Regions from separate parts of the Rattus norvegicus genome. Here region 1 is linked to region 2. The links are chromatin contacts, called in public Hi-C maps. All regions are on one chromosome and are shown on one strand. The core of a region is the stretch at or near the end of the contact, and the rest is flanking DNA. Distances in the headings are between cores, read along the strand shown.

Region 1 (4,537 bases), core at 500-2,999, 380 kb after region 2:
ATGCAGAGGCCCCTTGGTCACAGTCTGGGCAGCTCTCTGCCCATGGCCTCTGAAACACTGTTCACTTGTTTGCTGTTTGTCTTCCCCTCAAAACCCGAAGACTACTGACATGTTTTGTTTTAGACTCACCTACTAGAGCATCCGGACTGAGCAGAACTTCAAGTGTTAAGTGAACAAGCATGCCCTGGGCCTTTCTAACGACCAACATCAGAGACAGGACTCCATTCCTAGTCTACCTGAACCCGCATTTACTGCTTACCTTCTGTGGGCTGTGATATCCTAGACCCAGGTCTATTCAGGATGGAAAGGGAACATTTATCCTGATGAGCTTGCAGAGGGACTGCTGTGACTGGGACAGAAGGAACAACGCCATCAGGGACTGTTAACACTGAGATAGAACCAAAGCAAGCCTAGTTCCCAAGTCCATGCTCCCTCCATTGTGTCACTGGTGTAAAGTAACTCTTTAAGCTACTTCTTGGTGAGCTGAGAATCTGGAGGGAATCAATGAGAGAGGAGACTACATTCTCTCAGATTTGAATAAGAGGAAAACATCACCAGTCACGGAAGAAAGACCAGAAGAAATCAGTCAAACATGATTTATGCTGAGTCCAGGACAGCAGCCAGCTCAGAGAGAAGGGAGGGCTCTCCTAGTCCAGTGATATTATGGGGGAAAAGGCTGAGAAGAACCACAGATCAGCAAAAAACTTTAAAGATATAACTGTGTATTGGACACAGAGGACTAAGGTTACAGGAACCTCACTTTAAGGTACATAGGGTAGGCCATAGCGAGTTGTAATTCGGAAGCTAAGAACAGAGAAGCATAGGGGGTGGCGGGTAGGGGGGCACACAATGCTCTAAGTAGGCCCTGACTAGGATGCCTGGAGCTGAAGAGCTAATGGCCAGAATACTTTGGTAACACTGACACCTTGTGGCTATGGAATGCCTGTCCCACAGAAAAAGGAATCTATGGGCACTTCAGTTATTCTCCTTATACTGCTGAAATACGTTAAAACTGATGTCCGTGCTAATAATTTTGGCAAGTCCTTATAGTAAACATTACTTCTGATGTTTGTGTTTCTGTCAATAAGCCAAGCCACTGGGTAATGGGGCAACCTGACTCTGTAACTGTGAGTTGCTGGACTCCCAGCTGCCTTAACCAAAGGGGCCGTCAGTCAAACAGTGAGGCAACACTGGCCATTTTAAATGTTCCATGCATGACATGAAGAAACCAGACAACAATTACAGCTAACTGTCTGGGTTCCTGATGGGCAGACTCAGCTAGCTTTGGCTATTTCAAATAGTTTAGAACTTTTTTGCTATTACAAGCTTTGCTAAACAATAGAGAAAATCGTTTACCAGCAGGCCAGAGGCCACAGGTCACTTATTCTAGTGACCTAGCAAAAGAAATACTTGTGATTGGCACAAGCACAAACCTTCATTTGCATATGGGCCTGTGATTTACCCATCCCCTCTCTGGCTGTGAGCAGTAATTCAGTTCACTCAAGTAAACCGTCTGACCGACAGCTGCTGAAGGTGCAGTTCCAGCCACAGCCTTTTCAAATAGTTTGCATCTGACTTTTGCAACTTTTGTGGTCTCACCCTCACTTTTTGCAGTGGGCTGTGATTGCCTATCACCAGGTCTATTCAGGCTAGAAAAGGAAGAATTATCCTGATGGGCCTGTAGAGGGACCGTTGTGACTGGTGCAGAAGGAACAATGCCGCCAGGATTCACCGGGACACAAACGTTCATTTGTGTGACTGAGGCACCATCCCCTCTTTGGCTATATAAGGAGGCAGACTAGGAGGCATTCTTCTGCTCACTTAAACCCAACAAATGTCCTCCTATGAGTGGTCTTCTCTTGCCTACTTTTGCTAATTGCGGCAGAGATGGCAGCACAAAGAGAGAAGCAACAGACACAGCAGGGTGGCGGTGGACAGAGTGGTGGAATGGCCATGGCAGGGACGGCTGAACAGTCTACAGGCTGAGCTGCAAAAACGGCACGGCAGTGGGCTGCCTGATGGCGGAAGCAGCAGCCGGACAGTTCAAGAGTGGGCAGAAGAGTGGTGGGAGAACTACTAAGGAGAGAGAAGGGGACTGGAGAGATGACGCAGGATTAACAACACTGGCTGCTCTTCTAGAGGACTGGGGTTTGTTCCCAGCTCCCACATGATCCCTACCTACAGCTATCCATAATTCCAGTTCCAAAGGCACTGTGACCACACATGGTGCACGGGCACACATGCACGCAAACATAGAGAGAAGACAAGAAGGGGCAGAGGATGAAAAGGGATAAAAGACTGATAAGGAGTCAGAGAAGAGACACTACAGGCTCTGATCGCTAGAAGGGTTCCTGGGAACCGTCAACTCATTAAACCCAACGTTATCAGACACGCTAAGACAAAAGCTGCAACACTGGCCAGTATCAAATGCTACTGAATACTGTCTTACGCAAGAGCTCTAACACTCTTTGAGCTAAGTATCTCGATATCTGAGGCCTGAGCAAGGACTGGAACACTGTCTGCATGCCTGCATACCTTGCTGCCTGCTATCTGCATGCCTTGCTGTCTGCTGTCTGCATGCCTTCATGCCTTGCTGCCTGCTGCCTGCTGTCTGCATGTCTGCATGCCTTGCTGCCTGCTGTCTGCATGCCTTGCTGCCTGCTGTCTGCATGCCTGCATGCCTTGCTGCCTGCTGTCTGCATGCCTTGCTGTCTGCTGTCTGCTGTCTGCATGCCTTGCTGCCTGCACGCCTGAATGTCTACTACTACTGCTGTCAAGCACTGGGGGACAGAAAAGCTGCCAAAGACCAGCACATGAAGAGCTTCTCCTCAACTGTCCATGACTTGGTTTCTTTTCTTCCTTTGTGTGGTAAAGGGCATTACACCTAGGGCCTCAGACTTGTGCAAGCACTCTACTCTTAAGCTAAAACCTCAGTGTTCTTTTTATTTTGAGACAGCATCTCATAAGTTGTTCAGGTCAGCCCTGAACCCCCTCTATGGCCCACACAGACCTTAGACTTTGAGCCTTTTGCTTCGGCTTCAGTCCAGGAGCTAGGACTACAGGTCTATCCCAAAGCTGGACTCAACTGAAGTTTCCATCCAGGTAAAAGGAACCACAGCGGGGTTGGGGATTTAGCTCAGCGGTAGAGCACTTGCCTAGCAAGCGCAAGGCCCTGGGTTCCGTCCCCAGCTCCGAAAAAAAGAAAAAAGAAAAAAAAAAAAAGGAATCACAGCATTTGTCTCTTCACAACAACTCGTAGCCCTCTTTCCACTGCCCTAAACAGGCCTAAGGTCAGAGATGGCATCTGACTGGACTCTGAAGCAACGGAGCCCAGTACACCAAAATAATCATAGTAACTACTATTAAATGGGTGCTGACTGCTTCTGAATAATGGACAAACATATTCTTGAATTTCGCCTATGAGAACTTCAAATGCAAACCACAAGAAAATGTTTATTTCGATACGAGCTGAAAGGTTTTGGAAAGGTCAAGAATTGAGACATGACGGCAGGCACCCCCACAAACAGTGTCTTTTAAAGACCAGTATCTTCCTAACTATGATGTACATATGACTTATAGGGAAGTCCAGCTAGCACATCGGTTTAGTTCTGCAATCTGCAGTAGGGTCTGGGATTCTGTGCCTGAGAAGCACCTAGGTGGTGTTCCACAGACCACATTCTGAATGGCAAAAACCTGGAAAAGGGACTGAAAAACTCCTACCAACCACTCCAGCCAGTGGGTCCTACCTGACCCACACGTGGGTGAACGCCCAGCAAGCTGGAAGTGATACATTCATTATTGGAGGGGCGGAGGAAGAAACACAAAGAGGAGGAGACCGTGGGGCCTCTCAAAGCCTAGAATACTTACTTTGGTTCTTTATAGGCAGAATCTGCCGACTTACTGTTTATAAAGTCACCCATGGACAGGATAAGCAGTCCAACAAAGGACAAACACATCAGGCCCTGACCCCAACTGTTGTGACTTCCAAATCTCCAGGCCAGGACTAGCTGGGGAAGGCAAGCCCACAAAATCCACAGCACATGTGCTAAAGAAAAGCTCCCATCCCAAGCTCCCATGCAGTGTAGGTGATCGTGGGGAAAGGGTTATGGAGATATGTGGAACGGGGTCTTGAGGAGCCCTCACCAACTGTCACTTTCAATAATCATCTTGGATGAAAAACGGAGGGAAGTGGCCACTATCACTTACGTGCGGTGTCGCAGAAGTACTATGGTGGGGTCAGGCTTTGAGAATGCACCAGGGTTGACCTCAGAACAGAACCCTGTGAATTCTGGCTAGGGATGGGGAGGGCAGTGGAAGAGCTGGGAGAAGTGGAATGATAGTAAGCAGCGGCCCGAGTCTGTAGTCTGGTGGTTTCTGTCAGCCAAGCCTGGATACAGTGCCTTCTGTCATGCCGCTGCTGCCCCGTGTCAAAGAAGAGATTTGCTTAAAGGTCAACACTTAAAGAAAATAAATACAGCTGCCTACTTCCATCAGCTTAAACCGAAAAATCTGGCTGTCTTTCAGAGAAAAGCAGGAT
Region 2 (4,902 bases), core at 971-3,470:
CTCGCTTGTCAAAAATATTCCGACCTTCTGTGATGCACAGGACACTTTGCTGGCCTCAGGCCCATTGGTGTTAGCGAACAGACAGGCTTTGGTTGTCAAGGGTGACTGACAGGTAACGACAGCATGAAAAAGTCCACAGCCACAAGCTGGAATAAGAAGCAAATCTGCCTTGAATAAGGAAGATGAGGTTCCAGGGCAAAGAGAGAAAGAAGGAGCAGGAATCAGCGTACTCCGCTGCAGTCTGCCTTGAGCACCCTCAGATGCCCTACATTCTTAAACTCAAGACAGCAAATAACACATTGTTTCAAGTGTCTGGTGCTTACTGACACCAGGTTCCTGCTTCTGCTGGGGGCATGGCTCCCCCTGGTGGTCGGAGGCCCAAGTTCTCAGAGGCTACAATCTCTCCAGAGTCTGTTCAGCAGCGGGCATGGTTTAGACAGGAACCTAAGGTCCAGAAAGCAAATACCTGCCTTGCTTCCTTTGAGGGATGCTATGTGGAATCATCTGAAACCTTCATTGGTACTGAGTTCGAATTCCACCATCTCATTTAGCTGGGTGTTGGCATTTCAGGCAGCTAATGAAGCTCTCAGAGACCCATTTTAGGTTATTGCCTTTGGATCATAGAAAAAAAAATGCTACCAAAAGATCCACTTCAGGGTAATGGTGCCAATGAGGAGATGATGTGAAGATTAAATGTGACAACAAAATAATGCCTGGCTTCTGGCAGGTCCAAAAACCGCTTTGTTTTTATTTTAAAGTTTCAAATTCTTTCTTCTCTGCATTCTGCCTTCCACCTTCTCTCCCTGCCTCTCTTTAATCCTTACTCCACCCTCTCTTCTCTTACACAGATCTTCCTGCTTCCCCTCCAGCCTTCCTTTCCCCTTTCCATCTCAGTCCATTCTCCTTTACAACCAACCACCTTACATACATACATACATACACACACACACCCCACAACACACAACACAGACACACCATATACACACACATCACACAACACACACAACACACACCACAACACACAACATACACACACATCACACAACACACACAACACACACCACAACATACAACATACACACACATCACACAACACACACAACAAACAACACACACACAGCACACATTACACAACACACACACAACAAACAACACACACACAACACACATCACACAACACACACACAACAAACAACACAGACACACACACATCACACAACACACACACACAACAAACAACACACATAACACACAACACAGACACACACACATCACACAACACACACACAACAAACAACACACACACAACACAGACACACACACATCACACAACACAACACACACACCACAACACAGAACACAGACACACTCACATCACACAACACACACAACACACACACACAACACACACACAACACACATACACACCTGTTCTCTTTCTATCCTCCTCTTTTCTCCATCTTTTTTATTCCCAGCCTTTTCTGGAAGACCCTAGGTCTTATCATTGGGTGCATTCAAATGCTATGAAGGTAATTTGCATGTTGTGCTAAGCCAAAGAGGAGCCATTTTCCCCCTGAGTAGTAAACACTGTAGCTCATTGCCTATTCTTCAGACAGGAACTGGACGTGTGTCTTCACGGGTCACTCTAGAGCATGGGTCCTTCCACCCACCTTCACCTCTGCTGGTATTTGAACACCCTGCCCCCCTCTCTTGTTCTTTTGAATTCTCTGATGCTTGTAGCATCTCCTCCTCCAATCCCTCACCACTGCCGTGACTACCTTCCCTTCTTTCTTTTCCTGTCTCCTCCATATCACTTCTGTGCTACGGCACTTCCCTCTTGTCTTTGATTTGCACCTCGGCCCATGCGGCCCATGTTTCCCCCTATTCCCAAGCTGCATTTTCTCAAGTAGCCTGCAGTAGCCTTTCCCTGTCACTGTAAAAGCTTTTTCATCTCCATTTGGAGCCATTTGCCCTGATCGTGCCTCTCTCAGAGATCACGCTGATGAGACCGTGTGGTCTTTGGCTGTCAACAATCCCCAGGAAAGACAAGCATGTACTTAAGACATGCATTTTAATTCGGAGACCCCCTCTCAAAGGCTAGTGAGTGCAAGCAAAAGCTGCCAACAGACCCAGCCCGGCCGCAGTGGTACACAGTGCTCTTTGGGAAGGAGACTGAGAAACACCAAATAGATGCCTCGCCTTCCCCCACAAAACAGATGGGGACGGCATGAGCAGGCCAAGGCTGGCTCTCTCAATTGCTTTCTTTCTCGGCTCAGTTCCCCGTGAGGAGGAAAGCAACAGAATTATCTGATGACAAAACAGAAAGTAGCTTGGTTGTCTGGGCACTGTTCCTGGGGTGAAGGGGTAATAGGCTTGTGGAGGGTGTGACTTTGCAGAATGGAGAGTCCCCAACCATTCAGCTCGGCAGATGGCTGGTGTGTGTGTTTGACTCTAAAGGGGGGATTAAACTCAAGTCTTCAGCCTGTGGCTTGAAGCCAGGGAGGGGTAGAAAGAACCCAATAATCAAAACTCTGCTAATTACCCAAAGGAAGACACCCTCTTATGGTAGGACTTGGTGTACAGGTCCTACCATGGGCAGCTTAGGGATACCCCAGGTTTTATTTAGGCTCTGCTCAGAGACAGAGCATTCAAATGTGAGTCATTTTGTTGTAGGAGAAATCTGGGAAGCCATGTAGAGGAGGGAGAAAGGGAGCAGGAAACAGAAGAGTGAAGCTGGTCGATGACTTGAGGTAGGCACCTAAGTGCAGCTGGCTCTCAGCCCCAGTGGGAACCAACAGACACAAACCCTTTCCCACTGAGGTGCATGTCACTTGGGCTGTTCATGAACCGAGCATGTTTCCACAGCCAAACGACACACTCAGAGCATAAGAAATCAAGAGTGGGTCAGCACAGCAAGTCATGAAGGCCTAGTCTAGTGATGCAGTCCTGACACACTGCTTTAAAACCCAGGGTCAGCCAGCTTCTCCTATAAAGCCAGGGAATAAATATTATATACTAAGCAACTAGAAAGTCTTTATTATGACTCTTCTACCGTGTCATGCTCATGTGGTGAAGAGGAGAGAAGGTGTATAAAGCAAGAAAGACATTTTGTTGCTTCTCCTCCCGCTGGACCCCCAAAGCACAAAAGTCTCCACATCCAAAAATATATGCAACAGTGAGTATGGCCATGTGTTGATAAAATTCCACTGAGTAAACATGATAGAGCTGCACTGGGGCCACAGACTATAGCTGCCCCATACCTACTCTGGCCAGATTGACCTAGTAGACCCCCCCAAGGTACCCTGTTTCTCCTGTATCCTCTACCTGTATATGTTGTCACCTCACCTGGATATTTCCTACCAGCCCATTCCTAAGCACTCAGCCAAATGTTACCACCTCAAGGAAACATTGCCCACTACCTAGCCAGGTTAGATACACACACACACACACACACACACACACACACACACACACACAAACACACACATGCACATACACGCACACACACACACACACACACACACACACACGCACACAGGTCTTCAGCCCTTCAGTCTTCTTGGGACCACCTCTCACAGTGGTAATTGCATAATTAATTATGCAATTGGTATTTAATGCCTATCTCCCTCTCCAACATACACACTCCCCTCAGTCACTAAGGCCCATTCCGTCTGCTGCCTAGTGTGTCTGGACTCTTTCCCACCCTAACTGCTACAAACAGCACAGCGCAGTCCACATTCTTCGCCTCTCTCCAGGGCCTCTGCAGCAGCCCCCTGACTGATCTTCCTTGATACCTTGCACCTGTTCTTGAAGCACCCAGTAGCGCACCTTTGCTTCCATGAGAATGCGTCTTTTAAGAATGGCATCAGAAGCCCGGACAATCCTGATCACCTACCCACAGCTTTTTCTTCCACACCTAAGCTAACACCCTGAGTTCCAACCAAGTCTTTCCTCCTGTTGCCCTTAACCTTCAAATATAAAATACACGCTCAGACCTCCAGGCCTCTGCACATGCAGTACCTCCTGCCTAAACATCTAGGAGGAAGGAAGAGTGTTGCAGTGTTTCCCCACCAATCAGCTCCTACTTCCTGGGTCTGTACCAAATCAGTCTGCAATCATTTCCTTCTCTGAACCTCTCAGCATCACTTTAGGCCTTTGGCTTTCCAGTGAGGGCGCCCACCACCATTTTATCATCACACCCCAACTCCTCCAGCCTTGGCTGAGAATCAGAACCACAGATTTCCTGCGGGCCCCCGGACTTTCCAGATGTTCTGTTTTTCACTGGATGACAGCTGCCTATTTGCCTACCTGTTACTCCTATCAAACTCTCACAAGAACCTAGTACCCAGCAGGTAGCACTGAGAACCTAGCACGCAGCATCCATCTCTTAGCCCCATGACAGAGAATAGGAATCATGCAGTAGACAAGGACACAAACTCCTGGAACACCTACTTTGATTTCTCTCTGACAACTAGGTAGAGAGGGCCTTCTGACATTATATTTTGTAGGAGGAACCAGATGAAAAGAGGGGAGACTTAACCAGCATATACAACCCCCACCTACTGCTTTTGTGTCCTGTCAGCTTCCCAGCAGTCACCTACCTCAAACAGCCACTGTCCCAAATTCAAAGATCCCTCCCCCTTCCTCTTTTTCACTAACTAACCGGAAGCACACCAGGCACTGGCTCCACAACTCCAGGGAAACAGGGCACCACACTCTCCCACCACCACTAGCAAAGATACGAAGATACCACCAGAATGGGATAGTGACCGTGAACCGGCAACTCCTCCTCTTCTTTCTTAACCTTAGCAAGTAGAGAACAACTAGACCGCAGTCCCAGCGATGGAGAGGTGGCCCGAGTGCAGGAGGGAGTATGTGGCCTGAGAAGACACTAGCTGTCTG

What was found. Hi-C and Micro-C count contacts between places; a contact is called where the count stands out from the background.
Region 1: a contact with region 2 is called in a Hi-C map of Schwann cells, with 6 times the contacts expected there. The contact joins two enhancer-like sites. A contact is called at or near these places in 2 of 12 Hi-C or Micro-C datasets (Schwann cells and frontal cortex).

Annotation. Positions count from the first base shown.
Region 1 is chr8:41,771,787-41,776,323 of GRCr8, forward strand. All of the region lies in intron 2 of Dcps (decapping enzyme, scavenger), which reads right to left. Among named protein-coding and RNA genes, the nearest start is that of Dcps, 8.2 kb to the right of the region's middle. Within about 2 kb of position 1,750, at least 26 of the 93 cell types and tissues checked have an H3K27ac peak or open chromatin away from gene starts, as enhancers often do.
Region 2 is chr8:41,389,106-41,394,007 of GRCr8, forward strand. The region is part of intron 1 of Kirrel3 (kirre like nephrin family adhesion molecule 3); the gene reads left to right. Among named protein-coding and RNA genes, the nearest start is that of Kirrel3, 270 kb to the left of the region's middle. Within about 2 kb of position 2,221, at least 22 of the 93 cell types and tissues checked have an H3K27ac peak or open chromatin away from gene starts, as enhancers often do.